Regions from separate parts of the Oryctolagus cuniculus genome. Here regions 1 and 3 are each linked to region 2. The links are chromatin contacts, called in public Hi-C maps. All regions are on one chromosome and are shown on one strand. Each heading gives the region's core, a stretch centred on a gene start, on an enhancer-like site or on the middle of the called end of the contact. The rest is flanking DNA. Distances are from core to core; before and after follow the strand shown.

Region 1 (3,126 bases), core at 88-2,587, 300 kb before region 2:
CTTTTTAAACATCATTGCTTCAAAGAAGGAACAAACGATTCTGAGAACATTGGCTTATTTTTTTCAGCTGAAGATATAAATGTATAAAGTAAGAAGAGCTGAAATGTAACAACTCATTGACATGACCTGGTCTGACCAATCTGAGAGGGGAGACAGAAAAAACAGCCCTCTTTTTAAGAGGTGTGGGATACAGAAGGAGCTGGTGGGATATGGAGGGACCCCTCCTCAGAAGGCCTTTCCAAGCTCCTACGCATCCATTATGACACCTCCTTCACACCAAAATGCTCGTAAAGGACAAGAGTTTAAGAGGCACAAAGCAAGCAAGGAGAGCAAAAATGGTAAGAGAAGCAATAGGCAGATAACTTAGTATTAGATAATCTTGCCCTCTTAGAGCCTGCAAATTATTTTGATTGAAAGAATAAATAGTCTACCTACAGATGTTTTTCGGATACCTCCTGGTAAAGCCTGTAGCTATTTAGTCTTTAAAAGATAACATAAAGACTTTTTAAAAATCTCTGTTTTCTATTAGCTTAAAGGTATGTGTGTGTGTGTGTGCATCTGTGTTTCAAATACTCAAAAGAATCAGCATATTGGGGATCATTCAAAGAAACAAATGCTGAATAACTAGATGAGCTCTTCTAGGAATTCTTAAAGCCCTCAATAGAGGGGGCAGTGCTGTGGCGTAGCGGTAAAGCTGACCCCAGCAACGTGGACATCCCATATAGGTGCTAGTTCGAGTCTCGGCTGTTCTACTTCCAATCCAGGTCCCAGCTAATGGACTGGGAAAGCAGCAGAGGGTGGTCCAAGTGCTTGGGCCCCTGCACCTACATGGGAGACCCGGAAGAAGTTTCTGATTCCTGGCTTGGGTCGGTCTGGGCCAGCTCTGGCCATTGTGGCCATTTGGAGAGTGAACCAGAGGATCTCTCTCTCTCTCTCCCTCTCTCTGACTCTGTAACTCTGACTTTCAAAAAATAAAATAAATTTTTTTAAAAAAAGTGCTTAATAAATATTTATAATTTAATTGTATAAGCACCAAGGCAGACCAGTATATGGAAACAAAGCTAAGTATTTTTTTCTTAAACCAATTCTCTTTACTGGCCCAACCCTTGTCAGCAAAGCTCCAAACCAATGTGAAGATTAGACTAGCCATTCATCACAGGAAGGACTAAAGTTCACGTTGAGATAAATGTCTCATTTCTAATTTCACACAGAGCCAGCTTTACTGAGATCACAAAATTCATTATTCTGCTTGAAAATGTGTTCCTGTGTGGGTTACAAAGCAAACTGGAACCTGTTCTTCAAGTACTCAGCCTGGAGACTGTAAAGCAGTGGCATGCCGCTGCACGCTGCACGGGTCACCTAGAGGCACTGGCGGAGCCTGGCAGGGGCGGGGGAAGCATGGACTCATTAGGGAAGCTCGGGGGCAAAGCGCCTGGAAAAGGGGAATTCACACACGGCCTGCGTGCCTGGCCCAGTCTCCGAACACTTCTCCTTCCTTTCTTGCCCACGGAAACCTCCTCATTCTGATCTAAAGCAGGCACTCCCAGTGTTTTGAGTCGGTTGGATCCCTACATACTTTAACAAGGTCTTTCCGAGAGTGTTTCAGAACCTCTCCTAGCTTCAAAAGGAGCTAACAGATAGAGAAGGATTCTGTAAATGTAAAAACCCCAGATATAGTAAGGCTGGTAGCTTTCTTCTTACATCATTAGCCAAACGTTATTTTTGAAAACTCCTTCGTTTATCGGCTTCTGTGTTTGTTTTTCCTGAGTGATTTTAGAGAAAGATTTCAGTTTTTTTCCCCCTTCCAACTATATATTGTTTCATTAATAAAAGTATTCAGAAATACCATTCACGTTCCAATTTTTATTAAGTCTTTAAAACTAGCAGCTGACCTAGTACCTACCACGTGAGGGCCCTCAGTATTCAGGGCACAGGGTATGGGAACAGCCCTGAAGCAGAAAGCAAACCCTGTGAGAGGTTGGTCCTGGAGATGCTTTGCTTCTATGACAATGATGTTACCTGCATTTAGCCAGGGGAATGATCAGGATTGTAAGCTAAGTGTTCCCATCCCTTGCCTATCTTCTTAGGGTAACGCTCTAATAACTAGAAGACAATATTTGACAAAAGTCTTTGTTCAGATTTGTCACATTCTCAAAAATTATGATTTCAAAATCTATGAAAAGAACTGCTTCTTGTTCTGCAATAAAGACACAAAGTAATGACAAATATATTTGGTGTGTCAAAAGAAGGTGAATATTTACTAAGTGTGAAATAAAGACTGAGTAAAGGGAAAAAAAAGCTTACAAAACAATAGTTATGTAACATCATGGAATTTAAAATCATACCAAAACGAAGCAAGGCACAGGAGGAAACAAGACAAAAAGGTTCAATCGAATCCCACTTCACACCCACAAGGAACCGCAAAGGGAGCAAGGCCCCAGGCAGACACTCACTATTTCCAGAGGTGAAGGCTGCCCGCGCCCCCGGCCGTCAGGAAGAGCTCCCTGTTCTGCGGCAGGTGTCGGACCTGCCACACCGTAGACTTGTGGGCCTAAACAGGATGAGAGGGACACATTGGTTTATATGCTGAATGGTGCCTTCAAAGAGAGGCCCTGGGAATAAAGCATTTTTACTACTACACCTTTGGCTGCTATAGAAATAAGTAAGCCTTTTTTTTTTTTTTTTCTGGGTAGTCTCTTTATAATGGCTACACAGATTTATAGGGGCCCATCAGAAACTAGAAAGAGCACCATTTTTCTTTATTGCTTTACGAAACAAAGTGCTGCTTGATTAAAACAAAAGAAAGATAAAAGTCCATTGAAGTTTACAGTACCATATAAATTATGAAGGTAGATTTTATACCTTTAAATATCTCCAGCTCAGATTGAGGGAAAAAATACTCAAACTACAAAAATTTCTTAAGGAAAAAATGAAGACTGGATCTTTTAAACTTTTATATTTATCTTCATTTTTTTGAAAGGCAGATGGTGGGGAGGGGGCAGGAAGAGACAGATAAAGAGACAGACAAAGAGAGGGAAAACAGACCTAAACACTGGTTCACTCCCCAAATGCCTCCAAGAGCCTGGGCTGGACCAGGCCAAAGCCAGGAGCCTGGAAATCAGCCTG
Region 2 (2,840 bases), core at 123-2,622:
ATGGACAAGAGGATGAGATCTGGGTTATAATAATGCCAAATTTCAATTATTCAATGTTATTATAAGACTGGTATTTTGGAAATGGCTCCTTGAAGGTATGCTACAGGCGTTAGTTAATTATGAGCTACGGATGGGTCACTGAAGCTATCAAGCAACAGCAAGGAACATCTATAAACAATGTCTATAGCTCAGTAGCAGTAGCATCGATAAAGAATGTAAAAGTCCCATTTCAGCTAATTTACCCAAGGCTCCGGGTGCAGGCTCCTGAAATCAGTTGAAAGCAGACTAGGTGCATCACCCCTCCAGGGACACTCCTCGGCAGTCAGCTCCTCTACTCACAACCAGTTTATTCCATTTGGCATTTCCTTCCACGCTGGGAGGTGGTGACACGGAGGAGGAGTTTGAAATTCGGCTAAATGCTTCTTTTAACTCAATGAGTAACAACGCAGATGCGCTACTCAGGCATATGTTTCAGGATGTGTCTCTCATTCACATCGCGGCTCTCATTCAGCAGGCTGTTTACGATCCATATTAGCCGCGGTGGTTGGAAGGGAGGAGTCTTCGTTCAACAGAGGACTTCCTCTCCAGGGACAGGGGGAAGTAAGAAAGCAGGTAAAAACAAGAGCAGGAGTCAAGAGCAAGTTCTTGCCACACACCTTCCTCCCTCCCATCATCAACAGAAACCAAAGCCAAAGCGCCACGTTCTCGGGTAGAATCTCGCATTAGGAGAGCGTTTCGGTGCGTTTCGGGGTTTGCCACTTCGCCCAGGAGCTCACTGGGGAATTCTCAATCCACAACAGGGGCTGCCGTGGCGAGGTCCCCGGAATCCACTAGGATGCCCGGAAAACTACCTTTTCCCTTTATGAATCAACCTTTGCTGAATTACCTCTCCAGTTAAGAGAGAGCTCGTCCCCCTCACCATGTCACTCGGAGGGGTGGGTCGGAGGCAGCGCATTCGGAGGGGTGGGTGCCGCTCGGCTCAGGCTGGCTCTCAGCGGACCCCACTCCACCTGGACCCTGCAGGTCGGGGCGGGGGGAATGACCCCACGTCCCATCTGAGCCACCCTCCTTGTGTGCCCGACAAGGCTGCAGCAGCTGCCCGAGTCCTAAGAACACCAGGCACTGACAAGATACACCGTCAGTGCTGTCACCACGACTCCACGCCGCTAAAAGACGGCTGGGCTTGCGTCCGGACCGCGCCCCTGAGCGTGCCGGCACCTTCGCTACCCGGAAGGGAAGACCCTCCTACTTACTGGGCCGCGGTGACTTTTCCTCCCGCGGTTTAAATCCTCCGAAATTCGAATCCCTCCCCATCGTCCACCACATCCCGCCCACTCTAGCGCCGCCCTGTGACCTCGATTCGCACAGGCGTAGAGGGGATCGCGCACTGCTTTCTGGGATTGTAGTTTTTCTAGGGCGTCTCAGCTCAGGAAAGGCAGAAAGGAAGGGACTACAATGCCCAGCATCCTCCGGGCCCGCGGGGTGGTGAGAAGGGATGGGGGGGGTATAAGCCGGGGCTTTTAAACAATAACGCGGAAGACGTGGTGGGGGAATTCCCTAGTGCGTCACTGGCCCAGGTGGAGGGACGGGACTCCGGAAGCAGCCCCGGGGCCTCTGCCCTGAGAGCACAGAGCATTTCTGAGCCGGGTCTTCACTCCTGTCACCCCCGTGTCTTTCCGGGGGCCTGGGCATGCCTCGCGCGTGTCTGTGGGAGGCGGAAACGGCTGCGGGGGCCGTCTACTGGCGAAGGGGCCTAGTCCTCATCCGCCATGTCCGGGGGCTTCGAGCTGCAGCCGCGGGACGGCGGCCCCCGGGTGGCCCTGGCGCCCGGGGAGACGGTGATCGGCCGCGGGCCACTGCTGGGAGTAAGTGTGGGAGGGGGCTCGGCTGGCCCGGAGAGCCCTGCGAAGACCCTCCTGGCTAGGCCCTGCCTCCGGCCCTGGCCACATTCCCCACCACGTCGATCCTGCCTGTCTGCACTTTAGACGTTTGGGGGCAGCAGTTTTTCAGTCCAGTGTAATCACCCACAAACAGTTATTAATGTTGTCTTTGAAAAGCACCTGCTGTATTGTCATCTTATCCAGAGGTTGGCAAACTGTGGGGAGGGGGATGGAGGGTGGGGGCGCAAACCAAGCCTGTGGCTGTGTGGGCCAGTAGACTCAGAATGGTTCTTAAAGTTTGAAACGTAAAATGTAAACAAACAAAAAGCCTATTTGCTTTTCGGGAAGAATGGCTGCACCAAAGGTGGAGAATATTGTGTCTTGGCCTGCGAAACCCGAAGTATTTACTGTAGTATCTGGCGCTTTACAGAAGAAATTGACGAACCCGTGAACTTGCCTCTTCCAGGCTGAATTAGGCTCTGGCCTCTTTCGCAGAACTGCAGGGGCCTTTTATTACAATAGTGTTTTCCGGTAATATCCATGGCTAACTCTAAAATAGTGTGTATAGTGTTTCACGGTTAAATAGACTACGTAGGCCAACTTCTTTAATTCTTTCAAAACTTTCTTTCAAGACTCTTTGCACTCTTTTATCTTTATTGTTCAGATGGGAAAAGTGATCCACAGATCATGTAAAGGTCATATAGAAACTTTAGGACTCATAGTAGCACCAAGTTATATATGCTTTGTACTGTCTTTGGGAGGTAAAGGAGTCAGAACATTTGTATTGCCTACTGGAAGGCTGTAGTTCTCACACTGTTAATCTGTTTGACACCCAGTCTTTTCTGTTGGCACCCACTTTATGGAAAACCTTTAGCAGATGGTGAATGAGATGTGGACCCCTTCTCTGGGCATCTTCTCTTGAACTGGTCATTCTGTGTCCGCCAATACCAGGGAGCAAGA
Region 3 (3,176 bases), core at 504-3,003, 450 kb after region 2:
TGTTGCACATGCTTAAAGATGCAGAAAGTAATGCTGAATGTAGGGGTTCTCTCTAGATCCTTTGTTCATTGAACATATCCAGGTGAACAAAGCAACCAAGATGTGCAGCCATACCTACAGATTGCATGGTCAGATTAGCCCATACGTGAGCTCCCTGCACTGTATTGAAATGATCCCCACTGAAAAAGAGTTCATTGTTCCTAAACTGGAGAAGAAAAAGACATCCCAGAAACAAACCGAAGAACCTGAAACTTAATGGCTTGGAAATAAATTCAGCAAAAAATAAACACAAATTAAAAGAAACAAAAGAAAAAAATAAAGGGTTTAACTTTTACTTCTCCCTCATTGCCATCACCCATTTACAGACAATGCCTGCCATTGTGTTAGTCTCTGTAGGTCATTCTTGTAATCCATTTTACTTATTGCGTCATTAATTATTGAGTATGTGGTCTGTACATGGGATTTTCAAAGAATTGAGAGCAATGCAACTCTGAGTATGATGTTAGCTGAGCCCTGAGTAACTTGACAAACCCTAAAGTCCACCCTTTTGCTCTTCCCACAGCCAGTTTTCCTTGTGCACTCTAAGGAAGGAGCTGCCCGTCTTCCCTCTGGGGATCACTCCAGCTCCCAGGCTTACAGCCCATCTTCTCCTGAAAGAAATATGAATTTTGTCCTGGCCTTCTGGAGTTTGATCTGAATAGCTGGGCCATCAGTTCTCAGAGCTTTAGAAAAACAACATCATGTATGAAAAAGCCTGAAGGGCTGGCACTGTGGCGTAGCTGGTAAAGACACCACTGGTTCTAGTCCCCAGTGCTCCACTTCCAATCCAGCTCCCTGCTAAAGTGCCTGGGAAAGCAATGGAAGACAGCCCAAGTGCTTGGGCCCCTGCACCCACGTGGGAGACACGGAAGAAGCTCCTGGCTGCTGCCTTCATAATAGCTCAGCTCCAGCTGTTGAGGCCATCTGGGGAATGAATCAGTGAATGGAGGACCTCTCTCTCTGTGCCCCCAACCCCCATAACTCTGCCTTTCAAATAAATAAATAAATCTTAAAAGAAAAAAAAAAGCCTGAATGGTGTCTGATTTACCCTGTACAGGCAATAGTTTTCTAGGTCCCAGGAGTCCCACAGATGATCAAAGGGCCTTGTATGGAAAAGAAAGTATCCTGAAATGGAAGCTGGAAGCCAGAGACACAAAACATACAGTGGAAGCAAAACACCAAGAGTGGGTGTTTGAAGGGTGAAGTAAGGTCAGCTTGGCTGGTGGGCAGAGGCAGTGCAGGGCCAATCATGATTTTTGATTTGGATAAGGAGCTGAATCAGATTGCTTTTTAATCAACCTAATCTTATAGTTCAATCTGTTTTTGCTTCATAAACTTTTCTTCTACCACCCCTACTTTTAGGAAAGAACTTTTTGAGAACTGAGAAGTAGAAACAGTGAGCTCATTGAATTTATATCAAGTCCATATTGTGGGATCTACTGTTTACAATCCTTACCTGAACTGTTAAGGTCGAGGTCGTGCCAGCCCACAAAGACTTTTTCATGTGCCATGTTTGCATTGGAACCAGTAGAGGTATCAGGGTAAAGGAAAAATGTTCTCACATAGTTAAAGAAAAGTGATAATTGTGATTACATAAATGTGCCTTTTTCCCCCCCTGAATGGTATCCGGATCAGGTTAACTACCCCAGAGACCGTTTTCATGGCAATAACTGAAAGGTTTAGGACTATATAAACCAGCTTTAGAAAATAAACGAGGCATTAGAAGTTCTACTATGTATGCACCTGCATGGGGTCTGAGAGGGAGACAACATGAAATGCCCTGTAAGTATATTTTCTAATTTAGCATGTAGGTGGTTATGTTCAAAATAACCAGGAGCAGTTCTATTTTTCCCCAGAGACTCTTCAAATCAAACCCAAATAGAATTTCCCAATATTAATTTGGCATAGAATTCCTCTGTCGAAAAAGTTCTGTTTTGCAACATCTAATGAAGGGTCCTCTCCAATGGAACAGATAATTGCTTAATGACTGAGAATCTTTGGGGTTTGGATAGATACTCATATTTTATGGTGATCTCCTCCCAGATTGGTGTTTTTTTTAAAAAAGATTGTATTTATTTATTTGAGAGGTAGAGTTACAGACAGTGTGAGAGAGAGACAAAGAGCAAGTCTTCCTTCCGATGGTTCACTCCCCAGATGGCTGCAACAGCCAGAGTTGCGCCGATCCAAAGCCAGGAGCCAAGTGCTTCTTCCAGGTCTTCCACATGGGTGCAGGGGCCCAAGGACTTGGGCCATCTTCTACTGCTTTCCCAGGCCATAGCAGAGAGCTGGATTGGAAGAGGGGCAGCCGAGACTAGAACCGGTCCACATATGGGATGCCGGCACCGCAGGTGGAGGATTAACCTACTGTGCCATGGAGCCAGCCCCTCCAGATTGGTCTTATTTATAACTATCAGTGAATTAGAGTTTCAGACGTATTTGATATATAGTATAATTTCCTCTAATAGTTCCATAGAACCGTATTGCTATCTGTTCTCATGTATTACCTTGATTAACTTTTCTGCACCATGGTTGTTGTTCACACAGTAGCTGGTTTTTTTTTTCTTTGAAGACAGTTCTCTCCTTGTAATGTTGTCATTACATGTGGTATATTGCATGGGATGATGTAGGGATGGGATAAATGAGAAGTTCTGTCAGTTCTAGCCCATGTTGTGAGTGTACATGAGCTGGGTGAACCCTAAGTAGACCAGATAATGAACTATGGGGTATGGGGAAAGGCTCATCACTACACTTACCTTGATCTGTTCTTGCCCCCCACCAACTCTTTTTGACTTTCCTTCTGATGCCTAAAATTCTCTCAACAGGCAAGGCAGGTCACATAGACATGAAGTGATTAACTACAGAGACTGCAAGATCTAGTCCCATTTAAATACAATCTATTTCAAAATAAAGTACAGATAAATGATGCATGGTCTTTTACTCTTGGGCAAGGTGGAAGAACCTAAAGGAGAAGAAATCAGGAGGAAATCTATTTCCTGAAGGATTAGGAGGTGGCCACAGTGATTGGATGGAGAGGAGAAGGTGCAGAAAAAAGAGACTGAGACTGAATTACCATTTAATCACTTATTTTATCATTTGGCTTAAACCAGTCTTTTCCTATGTGCAGATCAAGTGGTTTA

The links. Hi-C and Micro-C count contacts between places; a contact is called where the count stands out from the background.
Region 1: a Hi-C map of embryonic fibroblasts shows a contact between it and region 2, with 2.3 times the contacts expected there. The contact joins the enhancer-like site here to the promoter of FBXO48 in region 2. A contact is called at or near these places in 4 of 6 Hi-C or Micro-C datasets (ear pinna, embryonic fibroblasts, psoas muscle and 1 more).
Region 3: a Hi-C map of an unstated tissue shows a contact between it and region 2, with 3 times the contacts expected there. The contact joins the promoter of LOC100341246 here to the promoter of FBXO48 in region 2. A contact is called at or near these places in 3 of 6 Hi-C or Micro-C datasets (ear pinna, psoas muscle and an unstated tissue).

What each region holds. Positions count from the first base shown.
Region 1 is chr2:134,477,627-134,480,752 of mOryCun1.1, reverse strand. DNAAF10 (dynein axonemal assembly factor 10) reads right to left here. Exons shown (of 8, transcript XM_002709829.5): 7 at 2,454-2,551. Among named protein-coding and RNA genes, the nearest start is that of PNO1, 21 kb to the right of the region's middle. Within about 2 kb of position 1,337, at least 2 of the 8 cell types and tissues checked have an H3K27ac peak or open chromatin away from gene starts, as enhancers often do. A contact at or near this core is called in ear pinna, where this site is marked.
Region 2 is chr2:134,174,044-134,176,883 of mOryCun1.1, reverse strand. It overlaps FBXO48 (F-box protein 48), which reads right to left and starts at 1,372. Exons shown (of 4, transcript XM_002709826.5): 1 at 1,254-1,372; 2 at 243-582. APLF (aprataxin and PNKP like factor) reads left to right here and starts at 1,543. Exons shown (of 11, transcript XM_002709665.5): 1 at 1,543-1,865. The coding sequence starts at 1,770.
Region 3 is chr2:133,721,337-133,724,512 of mOryCun1.1, reverse strand. LOC100341246 (gastrokine-3) reads left to right here and starts at 1,753. Exons shown (of 6, transcript XM_002709661.4): 1 at 1,753-1,821. The coding sequence starts at 1,810.